2 separate regions of the Gossypium raimondii genome follow, and region 1 is linked to region 2. Evidence: chromatin contacts called from public Hi-C data. All regions are on one chromosome and are shown on one strand. The core of a region is the stretch at or near the end of the contact, and the rest is flanking DNA. Distances in the headings are between cores, read along the strand shown.

The links. A called contact is a pair of places that touch in the nucleus more often than the background predicts.
Region 1: a contact with region 2 is called in a Hi-C map of leaf, with 2.7 times the contacts expected there. The contact joins the promoter of LOC105768154 here to the promoter of LOC105768173 in region 2. A contact is called at or near these places in 2 of 2 Hi-C or Micro-C datasets (both in leaf).

Annotation. Positions count from the first base shown.
Region 1 is chr4:13,893,675-13,897,560 of ASM2569854v1, reverse strand. LOC105768154 (DNA topoisomerase 6 subunit A) reads right to left here and starts at 2,326. Exons shown (of 1, transcript XM_012587918.2): 1 at 810-2,326. The coding sequence starts at 2,191. The coding sequence ends at 938. It overlaps LOC105768153 (pentatricopeptide repeat-containing protein At5g02830, chloroplastic), which reads left to right. Exons shown (of 12, transcript XM_012587917.2): 12 at 7-542. The coding sequence ends at 350.
Region 2 is chr4:13,747,827-13,751,523 of ASM2569854v1, reverse strand. LOC105768173 (WRKY transcription factor 44) reads left to right here and starts at 1,845. Exons shown (of 7, transcript XM_012587946.2): 1 at 1,845-2,143; 2 at 2,290-2,369; 3 at 3,157-3,480; 4 at 3,562-3,693. The coding sequence starts at 3,262.

The DNA of each region.
Region 1 (3,886 bases), core at 1,077-3,576, 150 kb before region 2:
TTGCAGGGCATTCAGTAAGAGATGATATGTTGATAATCTTAGGAGTCAGTGAAAAGCGTGAGGAAGCAGCCAATGTAATATCTGGGGTGAAAGATGCAGCAATGAAACTTCTGCAGGATGAATTGGGGCTTGAGGTACTCTTGGTTGAACCTCAAGTTAAAAAGGATGGATGGGTAGATTTGCAGACTCCTGGTGCAAATACAGTTTTATTGGAAAAAGCTGGAAAGAACAGTTTATCATCAAAGCCCTTATCTTCTACCAGGAGACCTGTGATTTTGCAAAGGTTAAAGGTTCTGAGGAAATCTTTGAACCACTGGCTCCAAAAAAGGACAGATGTTATTAGAAGGTGAGGTGTCTATATATAAAACTCAATTTTGTGCATTGTTTTTTATATAGTAATAATTATTTAAATACAGATATAAAAGAGAATAAGAGAGTGAACTGTAGGAGTGTCAAGATTAAAGATGAGGTCAACTGTATAGTTGTACTGACCATATTTAACTCGAATGTGATGAAATAAAATGGAGGTCATTTCATTTGTACCTACTGACTACTCTATTTCTCATGTATTAGTTCCGTTGTATATTCTCTTCCTCTCCTAAGCATTTTCTATCTTGAGAAAGATAATCGAGAAACAAAACAAAGTTGTATCAAAGAGGACATTGATATTTGCTGCTGTTGTAACCTACAGCCCTAAACCTAAATGTGAATTATTTTAGGCTTTCAAATGCATATGATTTCTTTCAAATTTCCTGCATATAGAAATTGTGAAAGCTACCAACCCATACCAATCAACGAATAATTAGAAGTAAAATAACAACACATGAAATCCAACTATTACTATCTTCACGAAAAGTGAACATTGAACAAATTTCCAAGTTCTCGTACATAAACCTTAAACAACAAATTCCACATTCTGAGTTCTTACCTCTCCTGCTCAAAGCCAATCCTGCTGCTGCAACTTCAATGGCAAATAAACCTCAGACAAGTATTGAAACCCAAACGAACTCAATGCCTGAATCTCCGCCTTCTGTTTAGTCTTCACCATCAAATTCAACTCCTCAACCCACCCAGGGTTCTTCTTCACAAAATCTTCCTCCAATAAATCTTTCCCAGTCTTAATATCCTGTTCTGTCATTGGCAACCTACATTGCTCTGGTATCTTATACTTATCCAAATCACTTGGCCTTATCCCCAACCACTTGATATCCGGGGTAGTCAAATTTGCACTGTCATAAGACATGTTTTTCGATCCACACCCGTACACAGACAAAATTTTCAATCCATACGGATCACTATCAACCAATGCCAACACTGGAAGCTTCAACTCCATCTTCATTTTCTTCAAAAACAACCTTGTAGCCACATCCGGCTGCCCTTTTGCAGTCACAATTATACAAGGAAACCGATTGTAAAACCGATCTTCAGCTAATCTAATATAAGCTGCATCTTTTTCTACCAACAGAATAAACAATGCATCGCTCTGCATATCTCCGACTCGATCAATGTTAGGAGGAATTGCTTTTCCTCCCATTCCCATTTTAGTACAATCGATCATATCTCCGTTGTCACTAAAAATAAGTCTCCCAACGACCACTCCTTTTTCCGCAGCGATTACGTTGAGACTGGACCGAGTGCAGCCAAGTATACACGAAACGTCGTCCAGAACAGCGTCGGATTGAACCTGGTCTTGGAAGAGCTTAACGTCTGTGTAGAAAAGGTCACGCTTGGTGACGTGAATATTTTTGAGACAGAGTTGATGGACTAAAGAGAGGATCTTGGCGGTTATAGTGGTTTTGCGTACAGAGGAGATGTGGGAGAAAGGGCGGACGGTGGATTTGTCTTTTAAGACGATGCGGTCAAGTTCGGGGACGTAGAGTTGGTTGGAGGAAGAACGGGAAGGGACGGTGAAGGAGAAGCCTTGGCCGGAGAGGATTTGGTGGGTGAGCTGGAGAACGAGGGATTCGATGGTGGATTGGACGGAGGAGAGTGAGAGGTCGGACACTTCCCGGCAGGTGGCGGAGAGGGCCAGGTCGGCTAGGGTTAAGGGTTTGGAAGTGGAAGAAGAGGAAGAGGAGGTGACGGATTTGAGGATTTGGAGGATCTGGGCATCCGATTTGAGAAGGTTCTTGAAAGGCTGGGACGCTGAATCGGAGTCAGAGTCGGCACGGCGGCGCTTCTTGTCGGCCATGGAGATGGACTGTGGAGGGAAGATACCCAAGTAAAAGGCGGGAAATTGGGAAATGAGTGACGAAATAAATGCAAGGGCTAGCTAGTAGCTAGGGCTTGCCAGTCAGTTGTTCTTGAACGGAGAGAAGCGCATAAATTATGTAGTGTGGAGTAATTTCAATTTTAATATTCAACAATTTGATGCCATTAATAAAATTGAAGTAATTTGTTCTTATTAATTTTAAAAGTGAATAATTAAGAACAGTTATCATAAAGTTAATGTTTTATGTTAATTATACACAATTTTAATTGATATAATAATAAATTTAACTCTCAATATTTATATATTTTGTTAATTTGATCTTAGTTTTAAAAATCTAATAAATTTAACCTTGATTTTTACACATTTACACAAATATTGCGAGTTAAATTTATTAAATCAAGATCAAATTAGTAGAATGTGTAAACTTTGAGGCTTAAATTTATTATTATATCTATTAAAATTATGTAAAATAATGAAAAACATTAACCCCGTGATTAATTATCATTAGTTGCTCACTTTAAAAAATAACAGAGATTAAATTGTTCTAATTTTTTTGAGAAGGATCAATTTGCTCAATATCAAAATTGAAAAAAACTAGAGAAGTCTTTTTACAGGAGTTGGGAGAATAACAGCTTGTTTGGTTCACCGTGTTGGATATGCGATTACGCCTCTATTACTCGCGCCCCACCAATTCCTGCGTTTGGTTCGCTGTAATGCCCTATTACGGGCTTATACGGTTACGGACGTAAACGCGATATTCCCTGCTTCCTGGCCGATTTGCATTCCCTTCCAAAAACCAAGATTACCCTATTACGGACGCATTCCCGAAAACCTTCTCTGTTTTACCCTCACCAAAATCGACCTGCAGCCTCTCCCTCTCCCTCCCTTTCGAAATCGCCGAAATTGACCTCCCAACAGAAGCTGTTTCTGCAAAATCACCTCCACCCTCTCCCTCTCCGTCCCTCCCGAAATCGCCTCTCCCGTTTCACTCCATCGTCTCAGATCTCCGGCCCAACTGTTTCGGTAAGTGGTTCTTCTCTTTTTTTCATCTCAAATTTTATTTTCTTCCTCATGATTTTCTTTTTTATCATTTTATTTATTTATTCCCACCGATTATTCCCACCGGCCGAATGTTGTTTATTTTTAGAACTGATTTGGTTTAGTGGATTTTGCCCAATGATGGAAAACTCATTGAATGGAGCAGTTCGACTGATTTTCGCTTTAGAACATTTACTATCATCATTTGTTGTTCAATTCCTTTTCCTCTTCCTCTTCCTCTTCCTCCCCTTTTGTTTCTCTATCCTTTTTGGTTCCTGTCGATAACTCTCTCCTCTTTCCCTGTTCTCTTTCTCTATTCTTTCTATCTATAATTCTATTTATCTTCTTATTGACACAGATGATGGTTGATAAAATTCTCTTAATGAAAACCAGTTTGTTAACACTGTGAATGACCAGATATAGCTATGAGATTTGAGGGCTTTGTTGAACATTTTGATTGTAGGATTATCATTCTTTTTTTTCTCATGTGATTTGCATCTTGATTATACTCATGCGTACTTTAATGAATGCATTGTTATTAGCGGTTTTACGCAATGGGATTGTATTTTTTTCGTTAATTGGCCCTTAGTAACCCCAAAGACAAGATGGAATTGTAATGCTATCGAATAGTTGTAT
Region 2 (3,697 bases), core at 596-3,095:
AAGTGTAGAAATTGTCGAAAAAAACCAACCAAAGTCAGAATAATAACAAGAACAGTTGCAGAAATTTCAAAAAGTAAAGAAAGCAAAGTATTCTCAACAAAGAAAACCCAGAAGATATATAAACATATCTCTCAAAACGCATCATTTCAAATAACAAGCAACATTGAGTGACAACTCACCATCTGTTCCAAAAAATTGCTAATCATCATTATCACGACTTCCTAAAACTGCAATCCTCATAATACATTTATGGCAGAATCTTAAAGATTTTGATACAACAGTTCATCATTAAACAATACCATCATCCAATGCAACCTATGAAAAAAGAAGGCTAATAGATTAAAATGTCTTGAGGAAGGCCACTTTCTAATCCACTTCTCGACTTGAATGAGGAGAAATATTATTATACCCCCATCCGTATCAGGATACATGACAAGCAAGAAAGACACTCAAATAGTAAGCCAACTACCGTCAAATCGAGAAGTCACCAACAAGCCTCTCTTTCGGAACGACCATCCGGACACATACGAGTCATCCGCCATTCGAGTCCCTAAGCTTTCATTGAGAATGTGATATTGTTGGTCACCAAATACCACGTGGGTTCAATTGCTCTTTACCATCAAGTCAGAATGAATGACAGGATTTGTTCCATCACAAACATTATTGTCCTATCGAAGACATCCACCCCATGCATTCCACAATGATAGTTTAATTGCAAGTTCAACACATTAACATCATCCTACACGAGATCCTCGCCTATAAATACCGTTAGGAACAATGAAGAAAGGATCGACACTCCAAGAATACCAAGACTATAGTCTATTAACTTACCTTCAGCTCTCAATCTTAACACTCTCCTCACCTTCGTTCTTTGTAACCTTCATCTCTTCATCCTGATTAGGTGAACTAGCTTCCTTAGCAACCACCACTCTCTCCTCCATATCTCTTCCTTCTTATACCACTATATCAACAAATTATTTTTTTGTTAAATTTGAGTATGTGTTAAATATTAAAATGTTAGTTTTCATAAAAATTCATTACCAATGTTGTCAATTGCACTATGAAAAGTAAAAAGACAAAAATGTTAGGAAATAATAAAAATGATTAAATTTTAAAAGTTCAAAGAGTACAAGAATTAATGACATATTTAGACTTAAAATTTATTGTTACGTATAATATTTAAAAATAAAGCATTGTTTAGGGTTAGTTTACTATTGATGATGAAAAGTGCTATAAATTTTAATAATGTTTACCATTGTTGTTAAAAAATACTTTTGAGAAGATAAAATGACAAATTTAAACATGTTATAAAATAGAATACTTAACGAGAGATAAAAAGATAACTTCATTAACAAGCACTTTTCCAAAAGCCAAAAAAACTAATTATTTTTCTTGGGTTAAAATCTCAATTTAAAATCAAGGTTTGGTTCGAAAAATGCTTTTCAACCTCAATGGTAAACACACACTTAGTTTGTCGATGAGCTTGACAATTTTTTTAACTTAGTCTCTAAACTTTTTTTATCTACATTAGTCTTGGAACTTAGCATTTTTTTTTCTAATTTTGATCCGTGTGATGACGTGTCATTTGATATTGTCCACATCATCACCTAAAAATTACAATTTTTATAAAAAAATTAAGTGATGGTATGACACAATGTCAAATTGCCAGATCTTCATATGGACAAAAAATGAGAAAAGTTGTCAAATTTAGGGGCTTGTGTGTAAAAAAAAGTTTAGGGACCAAATTGAGAAAAACTGTTAAGTTCAGGGACTAAATGTTTCCTTATCCCTAATATTTATATTAAAACGGCCTTAATATTTCGTAAAAATAAAAACACTTCAGTAATATCAGCGACTTCTCCTTTTTTTCCTCTTCTTGGTCAAGAAAACAATGAACTCCCTCACATTCTCAGTTTCAGGCACAAAACAGACATTGAAGATCTCATCTTTTTCCCTTGTCTGAAAACAAATGCGTTACTCAAATAAATCAAATTCAGCTTAAACCCTTTTGTTCTTTTTTTTTTTTTTGGTCTCCAAAGCTGTTTCTCTTTTGGTTCCTTTAATAAGTTCAAGAACAGACAGGAAAACATCATTTCTTGTATATATTCATTAAACAAAAGCATGCTGCTTCATCTGTTAACTGGTTAGGGTTTCTTGTTATTGGAGGTCAAGTTCTTTGTGTTTCAGAGTTCTGTCATGTTTCTTTTTTCCTGCTAAGGAAGAAGTTTCTGAATTATAAAGTTATGTTGTTTTTATTTTCCTCATTGAATTCCTTGGTCAATCATGCAGACTGAGCAGAAAAGATTGGAATTTAATGAGATTTCATGGAAGCAAAAACAACTTGCTAATTTGTTACATATCTTATTCTGGTCAGTTCTCATTTTCTTTAGCTCTATTATTACTTTTTGGTGTTGTGTTCATATACAATTTACTTGTTAATTATTAGTTAAACTTTCAGATTTCCCCCTTTTTTTTCTGTTTGTTAAAAATTCTATTTGGGGGCTTTGGTTTTTCTTTTAGAAGGAGTTTTTTTTTTCTCTACTTACTCCAAATGCTGTTAAACTACTTCTTTTCTGTAAAATCCTAAACAATTTCTTTTTTTCCTCTTATTTTTCTTCATAATGCTAGATGGGATAGTTTACTTTTCCCAGAAAAAAAAAAAGAGAAGAAGATATGAGTTGATATCAAGATGGAGAATATTTTTATTGTATCTTGATCCCTGGTCATGATGGAAATAAAAAGGAATCTTAATTTATGGTCAGTAATTTTCTGGGTTGTAGCCAATACTTGATTCAGAAATCTTTAAATATAGGGTCCTAATGACCAGTGAACAAGACTATCAATTAGCCAAAGACTTATCTTCTAAATAGTATTAAGGTGAAGCCTTTGTTATTGTTTTATTAAATTGGACTAAATTGTTTTGTTTTGTTTTTTCAGAAAAAAAAGAAAAGAAAAGGTTCAGTCATTCAATTACTTTCAAGTATGAGTAGATCTTTAGAACTTTCCAGAAAGCAAGATATTTTCATGTCTTGTCCTAGTTATACTGCTGAGATGTTCTGCAGTTTTGTCTCTAACTTGTTCTGCAAACACAAACTCATAATCGTGCAACTTTCTTTCCTAACATTTCTTCTGTTTATATAACCCTGCTGCTTGTAGGTGTAATATGTTGGTTTTGAGCTTTACTGAGGTCAAGGAGTGGTATAAATTGGGTTTCCAAGGCACATTATGCTAAAGTGAAATATAATACACACAATTACTGAAATGGAGGTTAAAGAAGCAGAGAGGATAGTCATAGCTAAACCAGTAGCTTCAAGGCCTACTTGCTCCAGTTTTAAGTCTTTCTCGGAGCTCCTTGCAGGGGCTATTAATGCCGCACCCCCTAATGCTTGCTCTGCAAACATAGTGCCTGCAATAAGGCCAAAGACAGTGAGGTTCAAGCCAGTAGTCAATCGTGCTCCATCTGCTATGGTTTCTTCTCAGGTTTTCCCTTACTTCAACTGGATAGCTTTCTCATTGCAGGATCTTTCTACCTCTCATCTTTTACTTGTTTCACAATTTCAGGCAGAGCAGTCCAGAATAGGTATTTCTATCTCATCTGATAAGGTTTCGAAATCCGATGTCAAGCCTACTGTAGTGTACAAACCGCAGGCAAAGCTTGTATCAAAGACAACTGTTTCTCTGTTAGCAAACATGGTAT